Linked DNA regions of Mus musculus: all the other regions are linked to region 3. A link is a contact called in public Hi-C and HiChIP or PLAC-seq data. All regions are on one chromosome and are shown on one strand. The core of a region is the stretch at or near the end of the contact, and the rest is flanking DNA. Distances in the headings are between cores, read along the strand shown. Region 1 overlaps Arhgap28 (Rho GTPase activating protein 28). Region 2 has its middle 80 kb from the start of Gm36312. Region 3 holds the start of Arhgap28 (Rho GTPase activating protein 28).

Region 1 (3,114 bases), core at 516-3,015, 69 kb before region 3:
AGGGTTCCTTCCGGCTGTGTGCTGCCTGGAGCTTGCAGTGCAGCCTTTCAAACTCAGCAAGCAGGTGCTCAACAGAGCTCCTTCTCTGCAGAGGCTGGGTTCGGTATGTTCTTTTTGCCTTGGTTTGTGGTACCACTTACTGGGTCTGAGTCTTCTGAACTAGAAACCTGGAGTCACTGTCGTCTAATCGATTACCTTTGATTCTCCTAAAGGAAATGTTTACCAAGTCCATCCAAAGTATCCTTCATAGTCCATCGTGATTGCTAAGCTCTAAAACATATGCTTCGTCGTTTCCTGAACCACAATGTAGTAGTAAATAGGGTTACGATCTTGACGTCAAGTTTGATTTAACTCATTAATTTTACTTACCTATCTAGCATGGGGAAAATAGCTTTAAATAATTGTACACAAATTCATTAACAAGAAAGTTATTTACAAAACTGAGAAATAACGATTTTAGGGAAGAACTTGGCCTTTTTATTGTGCCTCCATTTAAAAATTACTCTGAAGTCACTAAACTTATGCTAAGAGAAGAATCATTATTACAAACAGAAATGCTTTTCCTAGTGTTAAGTTAATGTTGGGGACTGTGGAGTTGACTCGGTGGATAAAGCACTTGCCACGCAAGGGTAAAGACTGGACTTCACATTCCCAGAACCAAGTGACAGGTGAGCAGATGGCTGCCTATAATTCCAGCCTTGGAAGTTGTCTTACATAGGGTTTTACTGCTGTGAACAGATACCATGACCAAGGCAAGTCTTATAAGGACAGCATTTAATTGGGGCTGGCTTACAGGTTCAGAGATTTAGTCCATTATCATCAAGGCCAGAGCATGGCAACATCCAGGCAGGCATGGTGCAGGAGAAGCTGAGAGTTCTACATCTTCATCTAAAGGCTGCTAGCAGAATACTGGCTTCCAGGGACCTAGGAAGAAGGTCTTAAAGCCCACACCCACAGTGACACACCTACTCCAACAAGGCCACACCCACTCCAACAGGGCCTCTGAGCTGAGCATATACAAACCATCACGGAAGGTAAAGACAGAATCCCCAGAGGAAGCCGACTAATTAGACTAGTCACATCAATGGAATCTGAGTTTGAATGACAGACTCTGTCTCCAAGAATAAGGTGGGAAAAATCAGGATGATGGCTGACAACTTTAAGCCTCCACATGCGTGGGCACACAGGTGTATATGCACCCATACTCATCAAAACATACACACACACACACACACACACACACACACAAAAGAGAAAAAAAAAAGTAAACTAAAATTAAGACACTGCATGCAAATCAGGCTAGGCTCAAATTCTTTCTCTTCCTGTCCTGGATCTCGAGTCAGAACACCAGGCCTGAGCCTCCTTTCAGTCCTGTCTGTGGTTCCCACTCCACCCTCCGTTGCCAGTACCTGTTGCCTTCACTACCCACCATGCTGTCCTGAGACAAAACTCCAAAGTGTGGAGTTATTCGTGGAGGCACAGGCCAGCACCTTACAGCGCCCAGACTGAGGCAATCCAGGCACTGTGCAGGGAGAAGGGCTGAGGCCTCTCACAATCTGTGTCTCAGCCTTGTCAGGCTCCCTGCCCTGCACAGGCCCTTGCTAGCACACATACCCCTGACTTTTGTCTAAACTCTCATTTTTCACATTTTTTTTTTACAGGAATGTCCTGTCTCTTGTAACAGACCTGCCCTGGAGAACCTAATTCAAAGGTCACTCACTACCCTTGGGCAGTCTCTTCTGACCTAGTTAGTGTTGTGGAATTATTTTCACATGGCTCTCCTGGTCGAGGACAACACCCACAGGAAATCCACTAACTGCCTAAGCCTGTGTCTAGGGGATGCAGTGATGGCTCAGTGGTTAGAGCACTACCCGCTCTTCCAGAGAATCCAGGTTCCTTTTCCAGCACCCACATGGAGGCTGGGAACCGCCTGTAACTCCAGTTCAAAGATCTGACATCATCTGCTGCTGTCCCTAGACACCAGGACATACAAAGTGGACATTAACACATGAAGGTACTCATACATACACATGAAATAAAACCTTAAGAATAAAACCACTGTGGTCTTAGTTGTCTTTGTATCCTGAACTGTCACAAAAAGTTGCAAACTGTAGATCCTCAGAAATGCTGGGAGATGCACCATCATGTTTTCCCACTGAAAGCCACAAGAACCCTAACAAAGACATGAAATGCTAGAAATGTCACAAGAATGTTAGCAAAGTCACAAGAATGCTAGACAGCACCCAAACTTCATTTCTGCCCCAAAGCCAGAAAGAACTGAAGGCACCCCACCCCCAGCAGTTTCTGAGTGACAAAACTAAGAATGAACCAGAACTCCAGGACATAGCAGAGCTCCTCAAGCCAGCTCAGAAGGAATGAGAGTGACGCTGAGTGCCCTTGGGTGACTGTCATTAGAGATGATGGGCTTCACACTAAGAAACAAACGCCTACCTACTCAAAAGACAGAAGTCGTTCAGAATCGTGATGAGTTTTCTTAATTAGCAATTATGGCCTGAGAATGTGGTTCAGTGAGAGAGCTCTTGCAAGGCCTGAGTGAGATTTCTCAGCACTGAGAAAATACATTAGGACCTTGGTTAGAGATGGCTCAGTGGTTAAAGAGCACTCGCTACTCTTCCAGAGGTCCTGAGTTCAATTCCCAGCAACCACATGGTGGCTCACAACTATCTGTAATGAGATCTGATGCCCTCTTCTGGTGTGTCTGAAGGTAGCAGCAGAGTACTCATATAAATAAAATATGATACCAAGGGAAGCAGGAAGCCACCAGTTACACAGTCAAGTCACCAGCACACTGAATGTATATCAAAACTCTTAAAATTTTTTTATTTTGATATCTGCCTGACTCACATCCTAGATAAGCCATATAAGAATTCCAGAGGGTGGGTTCCCATGCCAAGCACTGTTGAGAGTGCTCCCTTCTGCCACTCTCAACCGTGAACGGTGTCCCATGTGTAGACCATGTGTGGACCCCAAAGAAAAAAATATCATTTTTCATTTTCATTAACAGTAGGACTGGGAAAGTAAAAAAGTGCAAGCGTAATAGAAAATAAACAAATAAATAAATGATAAGCCAAAGTCTCGTCTTCACCTGAGGGA
Region 2 (3,128 bases), core at 534-3,033, 100 kb after region 3:
TGAGAAGGGGGAGCCTTTATAAGGCATATACATGAGTGAAGCAAAGAGAACATATTTGGTTGGTTCTGTTCCTGGTGTTGCCTCACTTGCCCTATCTTATTGGGAGGTTCCTGGTGGGGTTTGTTAACTGACAGCTTCTGATTGGTTGAATTTAGTTTTTTTTTTTTTCTATTTATAAACCATAGCCTGTGTTGGTGACATTCTTATTGCTGTGACAAAATGTGTGGTTAGAAGCAACCTAAAGGAGAAAAGATTTCCTGTGGCTTGAGATTGAGGTAAGTCTGTCATAGCAGGGACAGTGTACCCGCCCGCAGCTGTGGCAGTCGAACCTTGACCTTAGCTCAGCGCATCAGGAAGCTGAGCAGGGGCTGCTGGTGATCCGACCAGGCAGCTTCTTTTTGTTTTCTTTTTATTTGTTCAAGGACTTCAGCCTGAGGGATGGCTCCTCAGATACGGTCGCTCACTCTTCCTTCCTCGGTTAAACTTTGTAGGAGACACCTTCTTATATGTGCCCAGGGCTGATTCCAAATTGAATCAAATTGAAGTGAAGATTGACCAGCACTTAACCTAAACTAAATTCCAACTAGGTTTGCAATTTTGCCAAGATTACAGGAGCTTCCCTGGTCTTCATGGCTTTGTGTGCTGAGAGGTTTTTTTTTTTGGGGGGGGGGAGGGGGGTCTATGATTTACTTTTCTTTGTCACAAGGGCACAAAGCTAGAGTGGGAACATGGGTTCTCCCAATGGGAAGGTTATGTGCCAACTTGACTGGATCATAAGATGTCCACATATATGATTCAATATTATTTCTGGGTGTCTCTGTATCTATGAATCTATAAGGATTTTTGTTTTAAGGTGGATGTTTAAACCAGGCAGAGTAAAGTCTGCAGCTAGCTTCCTTCCCAGTGTGAGTGGGTGCCACCTGACACACTGAGGCCAAGGTCAAACATAGTTGGGACAGGCAATGTTATCAGCCTTTAACACTGCAGGTTTTTTGATCTAGGCTACATCCCCCACCCACCTCCTGCCTTCTGACTATCAGGCCTTTGAACTTCTGGGTCTATGCTTCCCACTGGCTTATGGAAAATTGTGGGATATCACAGTCTCACTATGTGTTTGAGCCAATAACTTATAATAGATTTCTTATTGGTTTTGTTTCCCTGGAGAATCCTGGGTAATATACCTAGACTCCAGCTTAAAACTCTTGACTGCATCCCACTCTAAGAAATGCCTGAACCACTCAGTACCCCAGCCAGAGAACAGTTTTTCCACTGTTGCTGAAATCTCCATGAAACCCATAGAACTTGTATTCCGGTATTTATTTATGTTCTTCTCTGATTCTAAACAGTTCATGTTTGCCCTGACTGCAGTTGTATTTCATTGGTAGACAAAGAATGTCACTGGCCTACCACATGTATAAATGTAAGGGGGTAGAAGTTAAAAAAAACAGTTGTTAAATGTGATATGATACCACAAGATTCTCAAAATGTGTCAGGTGGGGTGACAACAGACAATCATGTATCCCAAGTCATAGCTAACAATGAAGACAAAGCCCTGTGGTGTCAGGATGTGCTGCCAGAGTTCTGGAGTACTGGGGGGAAGACTTTCAATTTCCCACAAATATGGCTTCCACTCTGTGTTTGGCTTTGCCACTGGGCCCTTGCTCAAATGTGACTTCCACTCTCAGTGGGTTTGGATTTAGTGCTGGGCCCTTGCACGTAGCTGTCCTTGTTACCTCGGGGATGCAGCAGGAACAAGCAATGTCTGGTTAAGCCCTCAGCTGTCAGGTGGCAGAACAGCTGTTGTGCAAAAGGCTGCCAGGAAGCGTCAGTGCCAGGTGGGAGCTGGGCAGCGGAGGACATGGGCCCCACAGGAATGCTGGGTATTTAAGTAGCCTTCTTTTTGTATATCTCATTCCTTCTCTCTCTCTCTCTCTCTCTCTCTCTCTCTCTCACACACACACACACACACACACACACACACACACACACACACACACACAGAGGAGGGGGTCGGGGTTGAGAACTGCTTGCTACTGGTGGTCTTGGTGACTCTGGGTATAGATTAGAGACATGGAGACACCTCGGTCAACTTGAGGCTGAGGGTAGGAATCTGCAGTAATTATATTCCTCTATTGGTGACCACCCCCCAGCAACACTGCTTCTTCTCACAGGTACAATAATTCTGGTTACAGCTTCACATTTTGAGTGACTTCCCTTTTCCCACACATCCCTCAGAATCAATTACTGAAACATCTTAAAAATATTTTTAAAAGCCTCAAAAGATCACACATATGGCTGGTCCCTGGTGATACTTAGGTAACAAAATCTTCATGAGAGAAAGCAACAGAGATTAGCAAAGAAGCAAATGCAGTTATCCTACATGACAATGGCCACTGTCTTCATGATGAGCAGTAAAAATGGAAAACCCCTTTGCTGAGCCTGAAGGGACGAACAGAGTTGAAATGATAAAAAAATATTTCTTTCCTGACACCAGGGGCTCAGAATTAGCTACAGGAAAACTCCAAATCCCTGGAGAAATGCTAGGAGGTACATTGTATGTCACCTGTTACATTGTGTCTTGCCTGTTACATTTTGGATATGAAATGTACACCCTTCACCTTTCAAGAAAACACGTGCTCTCAAGTGTTTGATTTCCAGCAGATGTGCCTCAACCACTGAGCAGTGATCAGGTCATAGGGTCTCTGACTTAATTAATGAATGGCTCTACTATCCATTCGTAATTTGATGGGACTTAGGGGAAGTAGAAGAGGTAAGGTCCCATGGGGGAAGGAGTGGGAATGTGTCTGTAAAAAGATGCACATTATCCCTGCTCCTTTCTCTGCTTCCTAGGGACCATAAAAAAATTTCCCATCCTGAGGTACAAGCCATGATGTTAAGCCTTACCACCACCCTCATACCACAGAGCAAATGAAAACCAGGGGCCAAAACAAACTGTTTCCTTCAAGTGTTTATAACAGTGATGTAGAAACTAACAATTTACAGAGACAAAGTTCGGAGCAGAGACTGTCCGAACCTGCCCCACCTGGGGATCCATCCCATTAACAACCACCAAACCCAGACACTATTGCAGATGCTAACAACTGCTTGATTACAGGAGCTTGATATAG
Region 3 (2,927 bases), core at 181-2,680:
TCCAATTTGCTTTCAGCTATCTGGCTGATGCCCACAGGGACAGCTGCTAGGGTTTAAGCTACACCCAAGCCACTTAAGAATGTAGAAAACTGGCCCCTGCCTTGCATCCAATCCCATCTATTTAGTCAAGATGGTACTTTCTTCTAAAAGAATTACACACTCAATACAAAGAAGAGTTTGTATCTTCAAGCTGAGTCAAAATGATGTGCGTGACTCCGACTGCCGGAGAAAACTGGTACATCTCTCACTGTCTGTTTTAAAATGAGATTTGACTCAACCTGCTCTCTCTGGAAGAAACAATAATTTCTTTGTTAGCGAAGACCAGTATAATTCCTAAGCCAGTGCGATTGGTTCATCTCATGGATACCGTCCAAAGCATATTATGTGACATAGTCACAAATCAATTAAATTGGGAAACAGCAGTAATTATAATCACATAAAGTTAAGAGTGTGAGGAAAAGCAAGTAATTGAAAATAACAGTGATGTAAGATGCCATTAGGAGATGATATCAAAACACGCATTAGCGTAGGCTTCAAAATAAATAAGTAAAAACGTCCACTGATATAGTCGTAGAGAATAGCAAAGGAACTTCCCCTAAACACGCCAGACAGCAAACCATCTCACATTTGGAATATTTTTGACCATCCGTCTTTGGCGGAACAGATGGGCATGCCAGAGCAATGTTCTCCAGATCCCTGGCTTACTAAATGCACATGGTCACCCAAAGAAATAAACAGGAATTGCGTTGGTTGCATACAATCGGCACCGGCACTCATCAAATAATGACATCACTGTATTTAAACAATTGAGGGTATTTACAGTAGAAGTGAAATTGTTATGTCAGTGAAGGTTTCCTTTTGAGAAAAACTTTAGCTTCAAATAGTTAATCTGAGTGTCTGCGAGAACTTTTTTTCTTTTCAACCGACTTGTGTTTGGGTTCTTGGTAATATTTTAAAATTTCTCCAGTACATGGTGAGAGTCTTCCACAGAAATGGTATGTTTATCTAACTCTTGATAAAGTTGCGTCAAGACTACAAGTACCCCGCTAGCCTCAGCCAGCCACACACAGACTTTTTGCCCAGGCTGTTTCTCATCTCCAATCAGGATCATACAAAGAGCAGTCTCAGTTATCAACTCCATAAAAACTTGCCTAAGCGCTGCCCCCTCCCCGCCCCGCCCGGCGCGCGCGCGCGCGGCCCGCGGTGCCGCTCCGTACCTGCTGAGCGGATGGCTGGCCCGGGACGCGCAGCGTGGCTCAGCGCCCTGCGGTTGCGAGCGCGCGTGCGAGTGGTAGGCGGTCAGCACCACGCCGCCCGAGTCCTCCACCTCCATCCTCAGCGGCGCATGTCCCCGCGCTAACCCAGAACAAAGACCGAGACCAACGTGGACTAGCTCCGGGAGCGGGTCAGCGGCCCCGAGCGTCCGGCGCCCCAAGGCTCTGCGACTAGGACGGCCCCGCCCGCCCAAGGGCCACGCCCACAGAGTACAGCGGCAGATTAGCATACAACGCGGGCCACGCCCACAAAACAAGGCGCACCGATTAGCATAACTAAGAGCCACGCCCACAGAGTACAACAGACAGATTAGCTTAATACACCGAGGGCACGCCCACAGAGTACACCGGGCCGATTAACAAACACTGAGGGCCACGCCCACGGATCCCTGCTTCTAGGAAACTGGAAACCTGCCTGGAGCTTGCGGCTCCAGCCAGCAGCTCTAGTAAAGTTTGTGTTTTTCTTCCTTTGTTTCTCCTTTCCTCTTCTCAACCTCCTCCTCGGCCCCTTCAGACGGGAGGCTTATCCCATGGCTAGGAACATTTCCTGCCTGGCAGTCAGAAGTGAGACAGAAACCATGCCTTAGGCAAGGGGAGAAAGGCTAGGTCTGGAATGGGTGCTCTGGGGAAGAAAGGGAGAAAAATGTGACACTCTCATTTAAATGTAACACTCTCATCTGAATCGGAAATTGAAGAGCTGAATGGCACTGACGTTTGCTAGTCTAAGTGACAGCGAATTCGATTTCCCTTCTGCCCAAGCCATTCCCTCTGCACGTGCAAGCCTGAGCTTCCTTCCCATACCCTCAAGACTGCAACGCCAGACTCTTACCTCATTCCTAACATCCCTTTCCTCCACTCAGTTGTGGTCCCTGACAGATACTGTTTCCAGACTGTCTGAAAAGTACTCCTTATTGCCACGGGCTCCATGAATGCTATTTTCAGGGGGCTTTTTAAGGGAGAAGATTATAAACACACATGCACACACACACACACACACACACACACACACACACACTGTATATAACATACCCAAAAGTGCAATATAGTCTTTCTCCTGATTGTGTTTCTGGTTGGAACTGCTTTCAAAATTCTCTCCCTGTGAAACCGCTTAGAGATCATCAATCAAAGCCCCCTCCCCCACCTCTTACTCCCCGGCCACTTTCCAGAAATGGCTCTTGCTTTGTTACAGGAATAATTTCATTCTGCTCTGTGATGAAGGTAGACTCTCCAGACCATGCCTTGTGTGTTTCTTTGCTCTGGTCTGGCATCCACTTGAGTGACTCCTAATAGGTCGTGGTCTTTTTTTTTTTTACCTCCCCCCTCCCCCAAAGGCCAGATGGAACCAGGAAACTTCTCAGAATGAAACACCAAGGAGTAGAAAGCCTGAGGGGAAAACCCACCACTAACTCATGATCAAATTACCATTTTCCAGCAAGTTGGTGCTTTCTACTCAACTGGAAGCTGCTGGAAGAACTGGTCTCTCTCTCTCTCTCTCTCTCTCTCTCTCTCTCTCTCTCTCTCTCTCTCTCTCTCATATCCCAGAGCCCCTCCTGTTTCACATAGCACACACTCCAGAGAGGAAGGTGTGCTGGATAGTGTTTATCAACTTGACACAAGCTGAGGTCATCTGCGGGGAAGGAGCCTCAATTAAGA

What was found. A called contact is a pair of places that touch in the nucleus more often than the background predicts. HiChIP or PLAC-seq counts read pairs in DNA pulled down with a chosen protein or histone mark.
Region 1: an H3K27ac HiChIP or PLAC-seq map of trophoblast stem cells shows a contact between it and region 3, with 16 read pairs. The contact joins the enhancer-like site here to the promoter of Arhgap28 in region 3. A contact is called at or near these places in 1 of 15 datasets of contacts at CTCF or cohesin (the NIH/3T3 cell line), 15 of 484 Hi-C or Micro-C datasets (the 3T3-L1 cell line, the MC3T3-E1 cell line, MC3T3-E1-derived osteoblasts and 7 more), 8 of 115 datasets of contacts at active chromatin or transcription factors (cardiomyocytes, embryonic fibroblasts, embryonic limb bud and 3 more) and 1 of 9 other capture datasets (adipose tissue).
Region 2: a contact with region 3 is called in a Hi-C map of myocytes, with 4 times the contacts expected there. The contact joins the enhancer-like site here to the promoter of Arhgap28 in region 3. A contact is called at or near these places in 1 of 15 datasets of contacts at CTCF or cohesin (the NIH/3T3 cell line), 3 of 484 Hi-C or Micro-C datasets (the C2C12 cell line, granulocyte-monocyte progenitors and myocytes), 1 of 115 datasets of contacts at active chromatin or transcription factors (embryonic limb bud) and 1 of 9 other capture datasets (adipose tissue).

The regions. Positions count from the first base shown.
Region 1 is chr17:67,933,471-67,936,584 of GRCm38.p6, forward strand. All of the region lies in intron 1 of Arhgap28 (Rho GTPase activating protein 28), which reads right to left. Among named protein-coding and RNA genes, the nearest start is that of Arhgap28, 69 kb to the right of the region's middle. Within about 2 kb of position 1,766, at least 8 of the 459 cell types and tissues checked have an H3K27ac peak or open chromatin away from gene starts, as enhancers often do. A contact at or near this core is called in trophoblast stem cells, where this site is marked.
Region 2 is chr17:68,106,243-68,109,370 of GRCm38.p6, forward strand. No RefSeq gene overlaps it. Among named protein-coding and RNA genes, the nearest start is that of Gm36312, 80 kb to the right of the region's middle. Within about 2 kb of position 1,784, at least 6 of the 459 cell types and tissues checked have an H3K27ac peak or open chromatin away from gene starts, as enhancers often do. A contact at or near this core is called in myocytes, where this site is marked.
Region 3 is chr17:68,002,678-68,005,604 of GRCm38.p6, forward strand. It overlaps Arhgap28 (Rho GTPase activating protein 28), which reads right to left and starts at 1,431. Exons shown (of 18, transcript NM_172964.4): 1 at 1,218-1,431. The coding sequence starts at 1,333.